2 separate regions of the Mus musculus genome follow, and region 1 is linked to region 2. A link is a contact called in public Hi-C data. All regions are on one chromosome and are shown on one strand. The core of a region is the stretch at or near the end of the contact, and the rest is flanking DNA. Distances in the headings are between cores, read along the strand shown.

Evidence for each region. A called contact is a pair of places that touch in the nucleus more often than the background predicts.
Region 1: a Hi-C map of muscle stem cells shows a contact between it and region 2, with 2.4 times the contacts expected there. The contact joins the enhancer-like site here to the promoter of Cyp46a1 in region 2. A contact is called at or near these places in 1 of 15 datasets of contacts at CTCF or cohesin (the NIH/3T3 cell line), 2 of 484 Hi-C or Micro-C datasets (both in muscle stem cells), 1 of 115 datasets of contacts at active chromatin or transcription factors (pancreatic cancer cells) and 1 of 9 other capture datasets (adipose tissue).

The regions. Positions count from the first base shown.
Region 1 is chr12:108,390,100-108,396,119 of GRCm38.p6, forward strand. It overlaps a transcript of Eml1 not described here. Among named protein-coding and RNA genes, the nearest start is that of Eml1, 30 kb to the right of the region's middle. Within about 2 kb of position 3,747, at least 129 of the 459 cell types and tissues checked have an H3K27ac peak or open chromatin away from gene starts, as enhancers often do. A contact at or near this core is called in the NIH/3T3 cell line, adipose tissue, muscle stem cells and 1 more, where this site is marked.
Region 2 is chr12:108,331,540-108,337,345 of GRCm38.p6, forward strand. It overlaps Cyp46a1 (cytochrome P450, family 46, subfamily a, polypeptide 1), which reads left to right and starts at 2,777. Exons shown (of 15, transcript NM_010010.2): 1 at 2,777-3,025. The coding sequence starts at 2,907.

The DNA.
Region 1 (6,020 bases), core at 2,497-4,996, 60 kb after region 2:
ACACAGGCATTAGGACCTGAGCTGGGGTCCCCAGAACCTGTGTGAAAAGCTGGGCTTGGAGATGTGAAGTATGATCCTAGCACTGGGAAGGCAGACATAGGACGGTCACTGGAGCTTCCGGTACACCAGCCTAGCTCCAGGGTTGGTGAGTAACCCTGCCTCAAAACCTAAGGTGGGGCCATAGAGAAAGACATCTAGTCTGATGCTGGCTTCCATACACGTATAGGCATATACACAAGAACATATAGACCTTACACAAAAATGTACACTTTAGGGTTTCTGAGATAGGTAGATGGATAAAGGGCTTGAGTTTAATCCTTTGAACCCTCTGACTTCCACATGCACCCACTGAGAAATGCCCTTGTAGTAATAATAATAAAAAAATTAAAAAATACACATTTTCAAACAGTATTTTAAGAGTTAAACCTAAATAAAGAGATAAGGCCCAGCGTCATACTCCAGGAAGCTGAAAGGTAGGGACACAGGGGACAAAGAGGCCTCGTCCTGGCTTTGCCTGCCTCTAGCTCTGCCATTGTGGGCAGTGACTGCACCTAAGCCTCAGTTTCCCTGTTTGTGCCTGGGTGAGCACAACACATGGAGAGGGGTCTGCACACACCACAGTACACATAAATAGATACAGACACCCCACACATGCGCACACCCAACCATACACACCACACAGATACATACAGATACATATACACACACACACCAGACACACACTACACACTACACACACAGACATACAGACACACACACTACATACATACATATCACATACAGATACACACTCATACCACACCACACACACACACCACACATACACAGATAGACAGACACACACTACATACACATATACACACACAACACCATACACACACAAACACCCATAGTACACCATATACAAACACTACATAGACTGATAGGCACATACACACACCACACCACAGAAAGAGACACACACACAGACAGACAGACAGACAGACAGACAGACAGACACACACCCCAATGTTCCCAAGGACATGCCTACCTCAGCCCAGTTCCAGACACTTCTGCAAGCAGAGTCTCTAAGAGGGAATTCCCCACTGGTGTTAGGTGTGAGCGTCTGAGCCTGGCTAACTCCTCTTATGCTCTGACTCTCTTCACGGCCATCTAGAGCCTCTGACCTGGGGCTGCTCCTCCATCCTCCGTGCCCCTCAGTGATAATTGTCATCCTGACAGAACCTGAATCATCCGGGAGACAGCCTCTACACCCATCTGTGAAGGATCGTCTTGCTTACATTACCTGTGGTGGGAAAACCCATTTTAATGGTGAGGGACCACCTGGGCTGGGCTGCGGCCCGTGTTAAATGAAGAAAATGAGCTGTGCGTAGGCCTACATCTGCCTTTCTCCACGGAGTTGTCAGGGTATCTCCTCAAAGCAGCAGTTAAGGACACTAAACTCTTCCAGCAGCTGGGGCCAACAGACCGTTCTCATCTCCTGGCGACTGCCAGGGCAGGCCCCTCTTGCTGGGTTGCCAGGTCACTCCAGGTGACTTCTTCCCTCTGCTTTTCCTTTCCTGATGGGGACGGTCCTCTTTAGTGTTGTGATAGCCCATCACTTCCTCTGGGGCTGCTGTCCCTCCCAGATGGTACTGCCTAAGGCATGGTCTGATTGATTCTCTTCTCTCCCCAGTACCTGACACACAGTAGGTTCAGAATTGTTATATTCACCTCTTGATCATTAATGTTTCTTCAAAGCCTTTCAGGAAGGCTCTCTGCTAGTCACTGAAGCTGGAAGGCTGTGTTCGGCAGTGGGGCTAGTCCAGGGTTTGGCTGCAGGGTTGTGGGCCACAGAGCTTCCCATTAGGTATGCCTACTAAACCAGAGTCTGAGTGCCCCCTGCCCCTTAACTACCACACCAGGGCCTCTGTGTTCAACATCCTCTCCCTGGGCTTCAGTGGACTGATTTGTAAATGGGAAGGAAGCCGCAATTGGTAGTCTCTGAAGTGTTTCTGAAACCGGGCATGTGAAGCCACAGGGCATGAACAAGCTTGCTGCTGTCCAGGCACCCCTACATGGAGACATGACATCCCGGTAGCTTCATGGCAGGCAGCAGTGTCACCAGCTTGGCAGAGCCCCTGTCCCTCCACCCTGCCTTCTGCCACAGTGGCATGCGTGATCCTTGTGGGCCCTGTAGGTGGGCTCTGTCAGACTTCTAGGCGTGGCCTGCCTGGCTCCTTGTGCTGAGGACAAGGGGGTGAGGCAGTGGCTACAGGATGACCTCGGGGGTTCCCATTGGTGGCCTTGCATTTTTGCTTTGTGCTATGGACCTCTGTTTGACTGGAGTGTATTCAGGACAGAGGCGTGGGTGGGCATGGACTCACTCTTTCCTAGTCTTGTTCTGAGGCTGGGTGACTCAGCTTGGCATCTGCACGGTCACCACTGGCTGAGCCGCTGGCCAGTTGTGCAGTCCTTCAGCCCCCACAGCTTCAGTTTCCCTACCTTGTACTTGGGATATATAAAACTCCACAAGTTTCTGTAGAGCCTTCTCCAAGCCATGCAAATGAAGCCCAGTATATAAGAGGTGCTTCATCAAACCCCTGCATCCCCTGGGCCAGCAGGCACCTGCCTCTAGGCCTTCCCTGCATTGCAGGAGAGGACAGGTGGGAAAGAGCTGTAAACCTAACCGGCTGCAATCTCACTAATGGTTGATCTCTCTCTCCCGAGGAGGAGGAGGTCGGGCTTCCTGCACGGGGCCAGGAACAACAGGCTTTTGTCACTGTTCTTGCAGGAACAGGAGGGACAACACAAGCCAAGTCAGGTGTCCTTATCTTTCCTGGCAAAGCAGGGCCTCTGGGCCAGGTCCCTGCTGGCAGCCGAAGGGAGGCATGAATAATATAGAAAGGCTGGCACCAGAACCCCAGCCACCCTTTTGTGTTTTGAGCTGGGGAGGGGGGCGAAGCAGAGAGAGGCAGCCTTAGGTAGCCTGAGAGTCTGAGGTCCAGAGCAGCCAAGGGGTCCATAGTAGCTAAGGTGTCTGTACTGCGGGAGTTACTGTGAAGGCTACATTGTTACATCTCAAATCCTACAGGTAGTGTGTCCTTGGGCCTCATCCTTGGTTGGCTCCCAGAGTTGGTGCAATGCCCTGTGCACAGGAGATGCCTAGGGGTGGGTGTGAATTGGTCACTCCATTGCTAGCCTCCCGGGAGGCTGGGCTGGGAGCCAAGTGCACATATGATCACCTGTGAAGACCGGGTGGAAGTTGAGATGCTCAGCACAAGGGTATTGTAGCCACGAAGGAACAGACTCTAGAGTGCCACTGACCTGGGCAGTTACCCTCTGACAAGAGGCAGAATAAGGCACCAAGCCCCTCACCTCTTGCTCTGCACCCTGTCAGCTAGTCAGGGAGCTTTACAAAGCTCATCTTGACTCTGGGGTGGTTTCTAAGAAAATAGAATCAGGGAGTGGCGCTGTGCTGGGGACACCTCGGAGTCCCAAGGAACCTGTGAGCATGTGTGGGTCCTAGATTTGTATACCAAAGGTTCTTACCTATGCTGCCAGGAACAACACCCCCGATGCCATCAGGGCCTGGGAGAGAACACCGCACAGTGCTAAGCACGTCTGATGTAGGGGTTCAGGGGTGGAAGACTCAAGCAGTATAACTACACCAAAGAAGAAATCACAGGCTGCAAGGCCTGGCCTGGCCCTCCCTCACACAGACTTGTGGGAGATAGCAGGCTGACTGGCCAGGCCACTCCGTCCAGCCCCACTGTGAGTCACTGGCTGGCTGGAGGCCCAGGCAGAGGTTGAGGGAGGCCTGTGGCTGGACTTCCTGGGGTTAGCAGCTCATCATTGACCTCAGATTCCTGGTGGGTTTGTGGCCTCTGGGAATCAGGATGTAAGATCACAGAGTGGTTGGTCATGTAGTTTTAATCTGTGTAAAATTCTAAGCACATTTCTAAAGGGTGCCTGCTTTATTGGCCTTTCCAGATGAAGCCTAAAAGCTAAGACATTAAAGATGACTGGTCCAGGGCGCTTATTCAAATGTCATGTTGAAGCCAGGTGTAATACTATCTTAGTTTCAACTACCATGAGGGTGAACTAGGAAGACATCTTGACCCTTGGAATTCAAGACTGGCATGGGCAACAACGGCGAGGCCCTGTGTCAAAACAGTAATGACAAAAGGGTCATATTCTGGGCTGGAGAGTCTGTGTGCTCCCCTAATGTCAGCGATCTTCACTCTTAAGTGCCATTGGACACTTTATTTGGACACTAAAATATTGGACACTAAAAATAATTAAAATTTTTAATTTACCGTATGGTATGTGTGTGTGCGTACACTGGTGGGGATGCTATGGCCTGGAGCATGTGTGGAGATCAGAGACCAATCTAAAGGAGTCATTGCTTTCCACTCAGTGAATCCAGGGGATTGAACTCAGCTCATTAGCCTTCTCAGCAAGCACCTTCAGAGAGAGAATAAGCCCTCTCTGGCCCCTTTTGGATCTTTTATGGAAACTCTATTCCCCTTGCAAGTCACTTTCTCAAACCCCTACCAGAGTCTGAACTCCAAGAACACACAGGCAATGGCCATCCACGTTAGATACTTGTAGGCCCGTGCCCACGTGAGTGTGCAGGAAGATACTCACACACCCATCTTAGCTGCAGGATTTTCAGGGCCCTGTGTGAAGTGGGCATGTGCAGAATGCCACAGGATTGCACAACAGTGATTCTGAACCATCTAACCAGCTAGGGCCCGGGGCCCAGCACACACATGGCCACAAAACCACACCCGTGCATATATCCCGAATCCTCACAGACGAATGTCCCCACAGGACAGACACCCATGAACACACACTTATATGCGTATACACTGAAAATTCTCACACATGTTCAGAGGCAATGAGGCTTTTAAAATATTCCTTCACTGTGATAGGAAGTGTGCTGTTTAGCATTTAATGAGAAAAAAATATATATCAGAGTTGAATCACGTGTGAAACGCCTGCGGCGAGGAGCACCTGATGGAACAGTCTGTGAATCATTGTCTTGGGTTTCATGGGTAACGTTTTAATTGGGTTGTGACGAGTTTGGGAAAACTTTTAGGTTTCTTCCATTCGCAAATCCAAACTCAACTGGCACTAATGCTCCCAAAGTCCTGACGCTTCCTCAATAAAACGTGGACTTGCTTAAGAGGGTTTGTGAATGTTTGCCTACCAAAGAAGAAAGGACAGGATCGCTCCCTCTCCTCCGCCCCAGGAGCAGGAAGGAAACCTGGGCAAGCACAAGGGAGGGCCCATGCTAGGATCCACAGCATTCCTGTAAAATCCTGGCACAGTCACTGTCACTTCAGTGCTGGAGTGGGGGAGGGGGAGTGGATGCAGGCAGATGCCTGGCACACAGCTGCCCGGCCAGCCTAGCCAGTCAGTGAGCTCCAGTGTCAGTGAGAGCCTCTGTCTCAATAAACAAGGTGGAGAGCGGTTCAAGGAAGAAAACCCGTGCCTGTGCTCAGCTACTGTGCCCCGCTGCCTGGCACACAGTGGGGATATGGCAAATGATAACATTGCTATATTTCTTTAGAGCCTAGGGTCCTACTTACTATGAGATTCATATGTTTTCTAGGTCATTAAGAAAGGCAACCCTCCCTCCCCCTTTAAAACTCTGGCATTAGCCACGATGCACAGAGAGAGACTCACCCAGTCTCAGAAGCCCGTGGCAAGTACATCTTAGAGCCACAGTCATCTGGATGGAAAGGCTGAGGCCAGTAACCTCAGTCTGAATGCTGTGGGATCTGAGACTGAACAGTTTGTCTGTCTCCAGGCTCTGTGTCGCCATGAAGAGCATGGAATTTCACCCACCTTCATAGGGATTGCTTTGGGAGAAGAGACTCAGCATCCCCTAAAATGCTCTTCTTGAGCCCCAGTTTGGGCAACCTTAGGGTCCAGGGCCCACGGGGGTGGGGTGGGGGTGGGGGGGAAGGAAGGCTCATTCTTTGGCTCTCCCACATTTTAGCACAGGCAGGCACAGTTTGAGGGGTTTTCTT
Region 2 (5,806 bases), core at 1,527-4,026:
GTCCATCTTCATTTTGATATATTTTATTTAATCTAACATATTCAAAATATTTTAACATGCAGCCAATATAAAATGCCAGGGCTGGAGAGACGACTCTGTGGGTAAAGTTTTGACCCCAGAATGCACATAAAAATACACAAATACTTGATAAAAACATTAATGACAGTAACTTTTATGGGGTTTGTTGTGGTGGTGCACATGTGAAATTCCAGCAATGGTAAGATGGGAGTTGGAGCTCAGCAAGCCCATGGGAGATCACTGGCAAGCTAGCCTAGGCTAGTTCCAGGCCAAAGAGGGACCCTGTCTCTGAAAATAAGAAGCAGCTAAGAACCGACAGCTACAGCTGTGTTTTTTGATCTCCAAGTGCATGGGCACCTCCGCCACATACATAGGGCTGGAGAGGTGACTCAGCAGTTAAGAGTTCTTACTGCACAATGATCCCAGTGCCCACCTAACACACCGTTCACATCTGTAACCTCAGCTCCAAGAGGGAATGGAGACAGGATTGCTGGCCATTGCTGAATTCTAGCCTAGAAGAGAAAATCTGAGTCCCAGGTTCAGGGAGAGACTCTGTCTCAAAGGAAGAGGTGGTGAGAGCAAGAGAGTATTTGATACCCTTTTCTGTCACACAAGCACGCGCGCGCACACACGCACACATACAAACACACACCACTTGCTAATAAATTTTGGTTATTAACTTTCTGGGACATAGGGTCTGCATGAGCAGCAGCTTGTGTCGCACAGCTAACTATAGGAGAGTTAGTTAGGAGCGTCATGGGCATGGAGACACAAACAGAGTGGATGTGGGATCTGGGACAGGATGCCACTGACACACTCCAGCCAGGAAGAGGGGCAGAAAGGGTGGGGTGAGGGGCCCTGCCAAGCCAGAGGTCACTAGAGTTGCCTGATGTGTCAGAGAATATTATTACCTTTCCCTTTCCTTAGTCTGTCCTGTGTGGAGCATCTCAGACTGTGCCCAGAGTCCATTGGAATCAGGCCTTGCCTCCAGGGAGTCTCTCTCTGTTCTGAGTCCTGACACAAAGTTAAGTCCACACAGCTTAGGATATCTGCTAAGCTCAGGGTGAGGGGTCATAACACCCTCCTAAAGTGACCATGCCATGCTTCTCTGCTCTGCACACCACCCTCCCAGTATTGGAAATTGAACCCAGGACCTTGTATTGTGTGTTTACAAACAAGCACCTTACCACTAAGCCAGATTGCTAACCCTTAAAAAAAAAGAAAAAAGAAAAAAAATTAGGACAGGGTCTTAAGTTGCTCAGACTAGCCTTGAACTCTGAAGGCCTAAAATATTTTATTTTTGAGACAGGGTTTCTGTATAGTCTTGGCCTGGTCTGCCTTCCCAGTGCTGAGATTCAAGGTGTGTATCACCCACCATATCCACCTAGCCTCGAACTTTTGATCCTTTCTCCTGTGAGCACCACGATGCCCCACGGTCTTTGCTGTCTACTCTCTTTAACTCGCCTAAAAGCACGCAAGAAGTCTACACCCTCCTCGCAGTCTCATGCCTTCATCTCCTCTCAATTCAGGAGCTTTCACAAATGGCTAAACTAAACTGGCTGACCTTCCTCTGCCCCCAAGCAGGGCCACGGGAGGTCCCTGTTGCGCACATGCGACTGCCGCTCGCTACCACACGGGGGCGCGGTGGCAAGCCACATCCCCCTAATGCCACTCAGAGGCCAGTCCCCGGTTGGATGCTTGGCTTCCCGTCTTGTTCAGGCTGAGGTGGCCTCTCCAGACCGAAATCAAGCACAGCTCCTAAAGCTCTCCCCGTCACCTGCAGCTCACGGATCCCTGATATGTCCCTCCCGGGGGCTGGTCCTGTATACCCGGAAATGTAGGCACACGGTCCACACTTTTTTCCTGTTTTTCTGTCTTCAGACCCCTCCAGGACCTAACCAAGGTCTCGGAGTAGTCAGAAACCGACCTTCTCTCGAGGTCTTCAGAGCCCCCACTCCCCAATCCCGAGGCTCTTTATCTAGTCAAGGAGAGCGCACATCTGGCCCTCCCATCCACTGCAGGCCTATCTGAGCGTCCCCCACGGGAACTGAAACTCGGAAGTGAGGAGCACTTTGCGCTTCCACCGGGTGAGAAGGCGGAGCACAGCCCAGCACATTCCTATGGACCATCACCCATACTCAGGATTATGGTTTTCCCGGGCCCAGGAACTCCTGCATCCTGCTAGGATCTTGTCCTCCGCCTCCGGGCGGACGCTGGCACACAGCGGGCGCAAGGCTTGCACCGACCTGCAATGAAGGCGCAGCGCGAGGACATTTGGGATTGACTAACTTTGGGGCGCTAAGGTTTCAGGGAGATGTTTGAGAACAGTCAGCGCAAGACGGGGATTGGAGGGCTGGGAAAGGGTTTTCAGAAGGTTTGCACGAGAAAGGAAGAGGCCTGGCACTGCACGCGGAGAGACAGTTGGCGAGGCCAAAGGGGCGGAGCCAGCGGACGGGATTTGCGCCGCCGCCTGGGCAGCTTGCGCCCAGGAAGCGAGGTTGCCAGGACAACGCGTTCTGGGCGGGGCGACTTCGGGGTGGAGTCTGAGCTCAAGAGAGGGTAGAAGGGGCGTGGCCTCAAAGTCTGAGCCAAAAGCCAGGTTGTGATTGGTGAATACTTATCGCTCTGGGCGGGAACGGCGTGGCGGCTGGGGCTGGGCCTCAAAGAGGGCGTGGCCGTGCGGGGGCGGGTCCTGAGAGCTAGGGCTGGAGGCGGAGACGTGGTTGGCGGGTCCGCGTGCCCGGGGCGGGGTCGAGCCAGCGGGGGCGGAGCCGAGCGGCGGGGGCGGTGCTGGTGAGCGCGGGGCCTGGGGCCGAGGCGGCGCGCAGCGCTGACAGCTAGTCGGTCGCAGCCTCCGGCCCCCTCTGCACCGGCGCCGACCACGAGCCATGAGCCCCGGGCTGCTGCTGCTCGGCAGCGCCGTCCTGCTCGCCTTCGGCCTCTGCTGCACCTTCGTGCATCGCGCTCGCAGCCGCTATGAGCACATCCCCGGGCCGCCGCGGCCCAGGTGAGCGGGGGGTGGGGGCGGGGGCCTGGCTGGGGCTCTCGATCGCGGGGTCTGGGGACCGCGTCAGAGCCAGCGCCCAGGACGGGGGTCCAGCCTCGTCTTGTACGCACGGCCAGCCCGGAGACGCAGGCCCGGAGAGGGGCGCTAACTATTCTTAGTAACAAATTACTCACAGCCGCAGCAGCTGCTGGGCGCCCACCGCGCTTGGCTGGGCCGCACAAATGTGTCGGCAGCTACAGTCCTGTCAGGTAAGCGCTGCTGTTACCCCATCGTTCAGACCTGCAGACTGAGGCGCACGCGGGGAAGTCACCTGCCAAGGTCACACAGTTGGTAAGCCTAGATTTAAACCCAGGTTAGGCTGCTTTCGAAGTGGACGCTGCTAACTTTAGGACTTGGACAGGGCCAACCTGTCCAAATACTGAACACTGTACTCCCGTCACGTTTTTCTGTTTCTGTGTTTCTGTCCTGGGACATTCCATTTGTCCTCAGTATTTCCATTCCGTTTTTGGCCACTTTACCAATGGCTCCCATCAAAAGCTTACCTTTCTTTTCCTTTTCTTTCTTATTCCTTTTCTCACCCCCCCCCCTTTTTTTTTGGAGACAAGGTTTCTCTTCAAAACCCTGGATGTTCTGGAACTCACTATAGACCAGGCTGACCTCAAAACTCACAGAGAGATCTGCCTGTCTCTGCCTCCTGAGTGCTGGGATTAAAGGCCTGTGCCACTATACCTGGCAAGAGCTTTTTGAAGCTTAGAGTAGATGTGTAATGAAAGTGTCCCAAGGGCTTCCCATCACTTCAGAGTTGAAAAATCCCGTTTCACATGAACCATACCACACAGCTAGCAAGCTACTACTAAGTTCACAGGCAACTTAGTACCTGTCCCCTCTTGCCCCCTTTGCATACTACGGTTGCCCTAAGCCTGCCTGTCCCCTACATCTCTCCATTGGCTCTCCCCATTCACCTTCTCTGGCCTGTGAGTGGTATTTTCTTGTTCTCATATCAAACAGGCTGTCCCAATCCCTCTATGTGAAGCCTGCCCAGCCCCGGTAATTTTAAGGCTACCCCTGGAGTCACCTTTTTTCCCACCTGTTGATTGCCCCATGCTAAAATGTGAGCCCAAATAGGGCAGAGATGTTGGGTTTGCTTGTGTCATACCTCCAGGGCCTGGCATGTTGCACTTAATTGCTCAATAAATAAATATCTGTTGAATGAATAAATAAATAAGCAAAGGTATTAGACACATTTCTTAAAGACCTCTGGATATGAACATTCTGGAAGGTACCATCTCCAGTACAGCAGCCTGAATTCCTGTTTGTGGACCCGAGTGACCCCTGTGGCTGGAGACATGGGGAGGCCACTCTTCTCTCCCTTGTGTCTCTGCCCTCCTTTTGACCTTGGGGGTCTCCCTTGGACACCCCCCCCCTTGCCTTGTTTAGCACTTACAACTTTCACTCCTCCTAAACAGGCCTTCTCCAGGACTGCATGGCTTGGCTTAAGGCTATGCTAACTCCTTAGGGAGGGGGCCCTTCTGTTGGACCTATAGCCCCTTAAGTCACCGTGCCACCTCTTGTTAAGTGTTTGTCTCAGTCACTGTGGTAGCCTTGATGTCTCTCCCAGCAGAATCTGGCACATGCACAAATTCCAAGTTGGATGGTGGAATTTCTAGGTTCTGTCTCCAAGCCATCCATCCACAGTTTAGAAGTGAGCAAGCATCTATTGTTCTGACAATGTCTTCTAAACCTATGGGCTTTGGACCTTTCAGACCTGATTGGAGAAGGCAGGGCTGCTCACTTTCTCTGAAAGGAAGGAAGGAAGGAAGAATAAAAAGACGAAAGAAAAGGATATAATGTGCATACTTTTAAAATCTACCCTTTGAAAGTGTTTAGCTGAGCTACAGAGTTGCATAACCATCAGCAGTAATTCTAGAACGTTTCTTTCACCCCCAAGAAGAAATCCTGTATCCATTGTCAAGAACGCCCTGTCTGCCTGCCCAGGCATCCCTAGCACTGGTCTGCATCTGTCTCCATGGGTGGCCTGTACTAGATACTTCATATGAATGGAGGCTTACAACCTGGAGCCCTTTGTGTCTGCCTTCTTTCACTTAGGACAATGTTTTAAGGGCCATCTGTCTTAGTTTGCTTCTACTGTTGCTATAATAAAACACCATGACCAAAGGGAATTTGGGGAGAAAGGGGTTTACTTCACTTTGCAGGCTACAGTTCATCATCTGGGGAAATCAAGGCAGGAACTTGGAAACAGGGACCTGGAAATGGGAACTGATGCAGAGGCCATGGAGGGTGCTGCTATCTGGCTTGCTCCCCATGGCCCACTCAGCCTGCTTTCTTATACAACCCAGAACCACCTGCGTAGGGATGGCACTGCCCACAGTGGGATGGGTCCTCCTGTATCAATTACTAATCAGGACTGCCTATAGGCCACTTTGTTGGAAGCATTTTCTCAATTGAGGTTCCTTCTTCTCAGAGGACCCTAGCTTGTGTTAGGTTGACAAAAACCAGACAAAAACAACCCTGAGTCTGTCTGTCCTGTGTTGTCATTCTCTCCATCTCTTACACCAGAGTCTGCCTGTGACTTCCAGGTGTGTTGAACAGTGTGAGGAGGCTCAGGTTCCTTAGTAGGTGAACTGAACAATACATAAATCCAGAGATTTGGATTTAAACTGGATTGGTGGTTAAATATAAAATGACTAAAGGAAAGTTCTGGAACATCTTCTAGCACAAATGAGAGGCCCTGGCGTTCAAAGCCCGGACTCATAAAACTGT